2 separate regions of the Mus musculus genome follow, and region 1 is linked to region 2. The links are chromatin contacts, called in public Hi-C maps. All regions are on one chromosome and are shown on one strand. The core of a region is the stretch at or near the end of the contact, and the rest is flanking DNA. Distances in the headings are between cores, read along the strand shown.

Evidence for each region. Hi-C and Micro-C count contacts between places; a contact is called where the count stands out from the background.
Region 1: a Hi-C map of bone marrow-derived macrophages shows a contact between it and region 2, with 5 times the contacts expected there. The contact joins two enhancer-like sites. A contact is called at or near these places in 2 of 15 datasets of contacts at CTCF or cohesin (embryonic stem cells and stem cell-derived epiblast-like cells), 122 of 484 Hi-C or Micro-C datasets (3T3-L1-derived adipocytes, the AML12 cell line, B cells and 67 more), 8 of 115 datasets of contacts at active chromatin or transcription factors (the NIH/3T3 cell line, astrocytes, a beta-TC-6 cell line and 5 more) and 2 of 9 other capture datasets (bone marrow-derived macrophages and embryonic stem cells).

The regions. Positions count from the first base shown.
Region 1 is chr13:109,208,295-109,211,040 of GRCm38.p6, reverse strand. All of the region lies in intron 3 of Pde4d (phosphodiesterase 4D, cAMP specific), which reads right to left. Among named protein-coding and RNA genes, the nearest start is that of Mir582, 120 kb to the left of the region's middle. Within about 2 kb of position 1,455, at least 14 of the 459 cell types and tissues checked have an H3K27ac peak or open chromatin away from gene starts, as enhancers often do. A contact at or near this core is called in bone marrow-derived macrophages, where this site is marked.
Region 2 is chr13:108,818,749-108,821,647 of GRCm38.p6, reverse strand. All of the region lies in intron 1 of Pde4d (phosphodiesterase 4D, cAMP specific), which reads right to left. Among named protein-coding and RNA genes, the nearest start is that of Pde4d, 170 kb to the right of the region's middle. Within about 2 kb of position 1,592, at least 39 of the 459 cell types and tissues checked have an H3K27ac peak or open chromatin away from gene starts, as enhancers often do. A contact at or near this core is called in bone marrow-derived macrophages, where this site is marked.

The DNA.
Region 1 (2,746 bases), core at 206-2,705, 390 kb before region 2:
TCTTACCATCCAACTCACACACACACACACACACACACACACACACACACACTCACACATACACATATACACACAGACTCCCTCCCACCCCACACCCACAGCTATTGGCTAGTTTTTTACCAGAAACTTAGAATCAATCTTAATAATTACTCTAAAAGGTAGATTTATTTGCTGTAATAATTTCTAGGGTGATAAATTGTTTTTAGGTACCTCTTCCCACAAATGATGAGAAAATCTGACTATCTGACTGTAGGGCAAGGAGTAAAAATATAATATTCAATAAAGCAACTTGGGAAAGTGCGCAAAAAGTGACCCCCCCATTCTTAGCAAAAGTAAACTGTGTGGATTTTCTAGATAACCTGTATTTGGTTACAATCTAAGTGGTTGAATCCCAGTTTCAACCAAGGACTGTGGCTGCAGACATCACATTGGCCACAGGGCGGCACTGCAGGTCACCTAATGGAGCAGATGCACAGTTGAAATGTTTGAAAACTGCCTCTAAAATTCTGAAATTCAGTCCAACGAGGGGAGAAAAAAACGTCATGGGGGATAACACAAAGCTAGACACACAGTTCTACTCATTAACAAGAGCAATTAAAGCTACAGGACTCAGGAAAGAATCAAGTTAGCCAGTTAAAGACTTGGAGACTGTGTTTTTAAAGCACACACTTTATTATCTATCTATCTATCTATCTATCCATCCATCCATCCATCCATCCATCCATCCATCCATCCATCCATCTGATTTTTATGTGTTTATGTTACTATTGCTGATGTGTAAATGTGCATGTGGAAGTCAGAACATAACCATGGCCATCATTCTTCAAGCATAACTACTTTGTTATTTGAGATGGGGGTCTCTCAGTGACCTGGGGCTCCCTCTTATGCAGGCTAGAGTGACTAACTAGTTGTCCTCATCAGCACCAGGATTACAAGCATAGCCTATACCACGTGTCCAGTTTAGGTTTGTTTGGTGTAATATGGGTTCTAGGATTTGACCTCAAGTCTTCATGCTTGGAAACCACTTTACCAACTGAGAGATCTCCTTAGTCCCAAAGCTTAAAATGTTTATGATCAGGCCCTCTTAGAGAAGAGGTATGTTGACCTTTGCACTAGATCTACGATACTTTTCAGTGAGCCACATGGAAATAATAATTCCAGTTAAAGAAACTTCAATCCAGGACTGGCCAGCCACAAGTACCTGCTTCCTCAAATGTGTATCAGGAATTGGATGAAGTCACTGTCTGTTGTCGTTTCCAGTGAGTCACACCCAGACATATGAGGCCAACGGGAGAGACATTCAAACCATACCCAGAGACTTCGGTGTTGGACATGATCTTGGAGGGCAATGTCGGTGTTGGGAATGAACTCAGAGGGCAGGGGACACAACTGTTTGTTTTTCTGCTTCTAGTTGAGAGTTATACCAAACAAAGGAAATGGCCTGGGTCCCCAGCCACAGGATGGGCGTGGCTTCCGTTTGAGCTTCAAGCAAGGTGCTTAGGGCTCTCTACAGGGACAAGCCACAATGTGCAATGTGGGAAAGCCTGCTTTTGTTTGGAGATTTAGTTCTCAGTGTGGTGAAAAGAGTTTGGAGTGTAAGGGAGAAGTCCTCAGGCTCAGATCAATGGGAAGACGTAAAACCATGGCAGAGTTGGGAAAGGGTTGTTAGCAATAAAAGAATTGCTGAAGAGAACCACGGTAATAATTTTCGCAAGAAAGGACTGCGAATGTAGCCAAGAATAGTCCTTAGAGTCTTAGCTACATACTCCATTTATTCTGTATAGACCCTAACTAATAACGCAAGTGAGAGATGTTACAGATAAAGCAGTGTTTCTGAAGGAAGCAGATACCTGTGGGGAAATTCTCAGCACTAGGGAAGCACAGAGGGAGTGATGGACAATGAATCTCTTGAAGATCAACAGAAGTACAAGATCCGCTGCCCTCCTTTGAGTTGCAACCCGGGGAACTGAAAGGGGTGGACAGGTGGACAAGAGTGTCTGAGCAGGAGGACAGTGGGAGAGAGGTGACATCCTAAATCTCATCCAAATGACTACATGAACTTAAAACCAAAATGAACAAAGGAATTTACACTCTCCAAAAGGTGTGGGGAACTGGAAGAACAGTGAGGAAGAGCTTGCCGCTGAGTGGCCGCCCTACGGGTGCCTGAAACCACTGCGCAACTGCTGAAGTAGCACGTGGTTACTGGACAGACGAGAGCGAGCCAATGATGCTCTAGGGGGGATCAGGTTGGTTCCCGCCAACGCCGCGTAGCACACAAAGGAGCCACGAGAGCTCCCGCTACCCCTGGCGTGCTCTTAGTCGCCTCTGCCACTTCTGAGCTGTGTGATATGAAGTATGTTTTTTTAACCTTTCTCTTCCTTGGCTTGCACACTACTCCAGTGGGCACAATGGTGGGATCGGATACATATAAGGATTAAATCCTTTCTTACGTATGAGATACTTAGAGCAGACATTGGTGCTAAGCCGTTATCAGCCATTGTTAGTGACTCTACCATCAGACCATTGGCTGCGGCTGCATCCCAGGCCCTGGCAGGCTGTGAGCATGGCCAGGCTGAAGAGGCACTGGGAGTGGCTGACACACAGTAGGCCTGTATCTAGCCACCTGGCTGTTAAGAACAACTTGCATCAACTTGCATAAATCCTTTCCTTTCTAGTCTGGGCTGTCCTCGGCTCTGCCCTGCTCAACACTTGTTCATGAACGAGACCTGAAATAACTTCATTTTAT
Region 2 (2,899 bases), core at 343-2,842:
TATAGATATACATAGATATACTTCAATATTTTTCTTTCAAGGAATACCTTCACAGTATGTAATCACCCTGAAGTGTAAGTGTTTGAGACTACAGCAAATTAGGCTGACTGGCATCCTTTCCATCTTATCTGGGCAGCAGAATTCCTAACTGCCTGCTGTCAGTGGCGAGGTCGCACAAACACAGCTCTACGCTGCCACTCAGCCTTGGGAAGCCTCTGAAGGCTGTTACAGACCTTCGCTGGGGCTGAACCATGACTTAGAGACAGGAAAGAATTTCAAGATTACTAGCGTACGAAACAGAGTATGCTGGAGATTTTATTAAAAATATTTTCATGTAGGCTTAGCGTCAGAGTTAAGGAGGGGGGAAAAAAGAAAGGGGGTCATTCTGGATGAAGATACCCCCAAGAACAAGTGAGCAATCTCTGATAGAGTTGCCTATCTGTGTGGATCTGGACATCTTAAAGAAGAGTCACAATTACTTATCTTAGCCCTAGCTGTATGTACCATGTTGGTAACTCTGCAAATGCCTTGGACAGAATTATAATCTGATAAAGTCAAAGAAGCCACTAGGATTGTACACTGGGCTTAATACAATGCCTTTTCCTGTAAATGGGGTTTCACGTGAAACTCCTAAGCAATTCCGGGTTTATTTCTGGGAAGGGCAAGAGGCCTTAGGCAGCTGTTGATTATGGGGGAATTTTTCCTTACCTGCTGGCAAGAAGCCTCAGTATTCACTGCCCCAAGGATCTTGCCCTCTTCCTAGGTTTCCAGCATCAAAGGTTTCTCTTTTCCCCATGTCCCAATTTTTTTCCTTACCTTTTATATAGCCTCACTATAAGCAGCATTAAAAATCCTTTCCATGTTTTTGATACGGCTAAATATACTGCCTGCTACCAGCTGAGGAGAGAGTATAGCACAGGCTTGGTGAATTAGAGCACTGTCTGAACAACCTGCCACCAGTTAGCACAGTGAAGGGCACATGACCCAGGAGCGATCAATCAGTTTCTTTGCTGAGGTTTATAAGTGGAGCTGCTAAAACAGTCAAAGCCTCTGTTCTTTTCTGAAGGCTACCTACCAACTGTAAGCAAAGGGGCTACTACTCACTTAAAGAGTCTGTTATTTGCAGGGCAACCAGCTATAAGCAAAGAGGTGACTACTACTCAGTAAAAGGGTCTGCTGTTTGGAGGGCTACCAACTGTAAGCAAATAATATGTAGACCTGGTTTCCAGTGGAAGTGCTTTTCCTAGCTTCATGGAAAAAAGATTACCCAACAGTAATGCTAATACAGAGGGCAGGTGGAGGGAGGGAGAAAGACTCAAGGGGCACAGGGGCCATTCTAAAGGAGATCTGATTTAAAAGAAGGCATGTAAGCCCCCAAAGACTTCAGCATAGGAACTAATGCTCACTCCAAGATGTGTGAGCACACAAAGTCATTTCTTGATGCAGCTGTCACTGTAGGACCTGCTACTCTCAGCATGATTTATTATATGTCAATATTGACCTGACATTTTTACAAATGAAACCATTCTTGCCCCTAGATTTTAATTTCAGGGTAGGGCAACCGCAATGCTTTGGTCGTGACTGAAGGAAGGGAAGTCCTATGATTCAGCCCTTTGCAGAGCGTCTGACTCATCTGGTGACTGGGGCTAGAGATGGCAGCATTCAACATTAGCCTTTTTCATCGCGGTTGGAAGTGCTGTTAAGGGGCATCTGATTCCTGATATGTGCACAATAAGAACACACAAAGCAAAGGAAAACAAACGGGGAAAACAGAAAATCCCATTAGGCTGACCATATGGGGAGCCTTGGAGCAAAGGTTAAGATTACTTGCAATGCGCAAGAACAGAAAAGGCAAGTAAATGGGAAAAAATTTTATACTTTCTTTCTACAAGTTGTATGGCTTCAAAGAAATCGATTCAATATATAGATCTACCCTTCAACATACCTCTCAACAAATTTTAATTACAAAAGTGAACTGAGGAGCCCTTAGAATTGCTTTTGCATTGGAGATTCTATTTGAAAGGGAAATAAGTGTGTTTCAGTCGTAAATATTGCTAGTCGGTTAAAATACGATGCCCCCCCCCCAAATAATTTTATTCCCAAGTTTTAAGGGATATTTCTGTTATTTAGTTCTTTCAATGTGCTCTTCTTACAGCTCAAAGCAGCAACATTAATGTACAGCTCAACGTAGCATCATTAAGAATTTGCTAGAATACCAAGAAGAACCTCCAACCTTTCTCCATGGTATGATAGCCAGTGGGAGCCTGGGCCTAGTGAGGTTTTCCTTGACTATCTTCCAAGCCTGAAGCCTAAGAGACACAAAAATTTATCAGATCTGATCTACTCATATTCCATATTTCTCTTTTTTAAAGGGGATGGCTTAGGTTTCTGTGACTTGCAACTAGCTGTGTTTTAATTAATAGACACATTTCGAGTGAACAAAGATCTTTAATGGATTAAGTAGATTTCACAACCATACATTTAATAATACAACAATAATATATATTTTCAGTATAATATAGATAACTATCACATTTAATGCCATGCCTAGGAGAAAGAGGTTTCTCAAGAAGATGACAAGGTAAATATTGTGTTAGTAGTGTCTTAGTTAGTTAGTTAGTTAGGGTTACTATTGCTGTGATGAAGCACTATAACCGAAAGCAGCTTGGGGAGGAAAGGGTTTATTCAGTTTACACTTCCACATCACACTTTATTGTCAAAGAAAGTCAAAACAGAAATTCAAGCAGGGCAGGAACCTGGAGACAGGAGCTAATGTGGGGGCCACAGAGGAGTACTGCTTGTTGCCTTGCTCCTTACGGCTTGTTCATGAGTTTCTTATAGAACCCATGACCATGAGTCCAGGGAAAGCACCACCCCCAATGAGCTGGGCCCTCTCCCA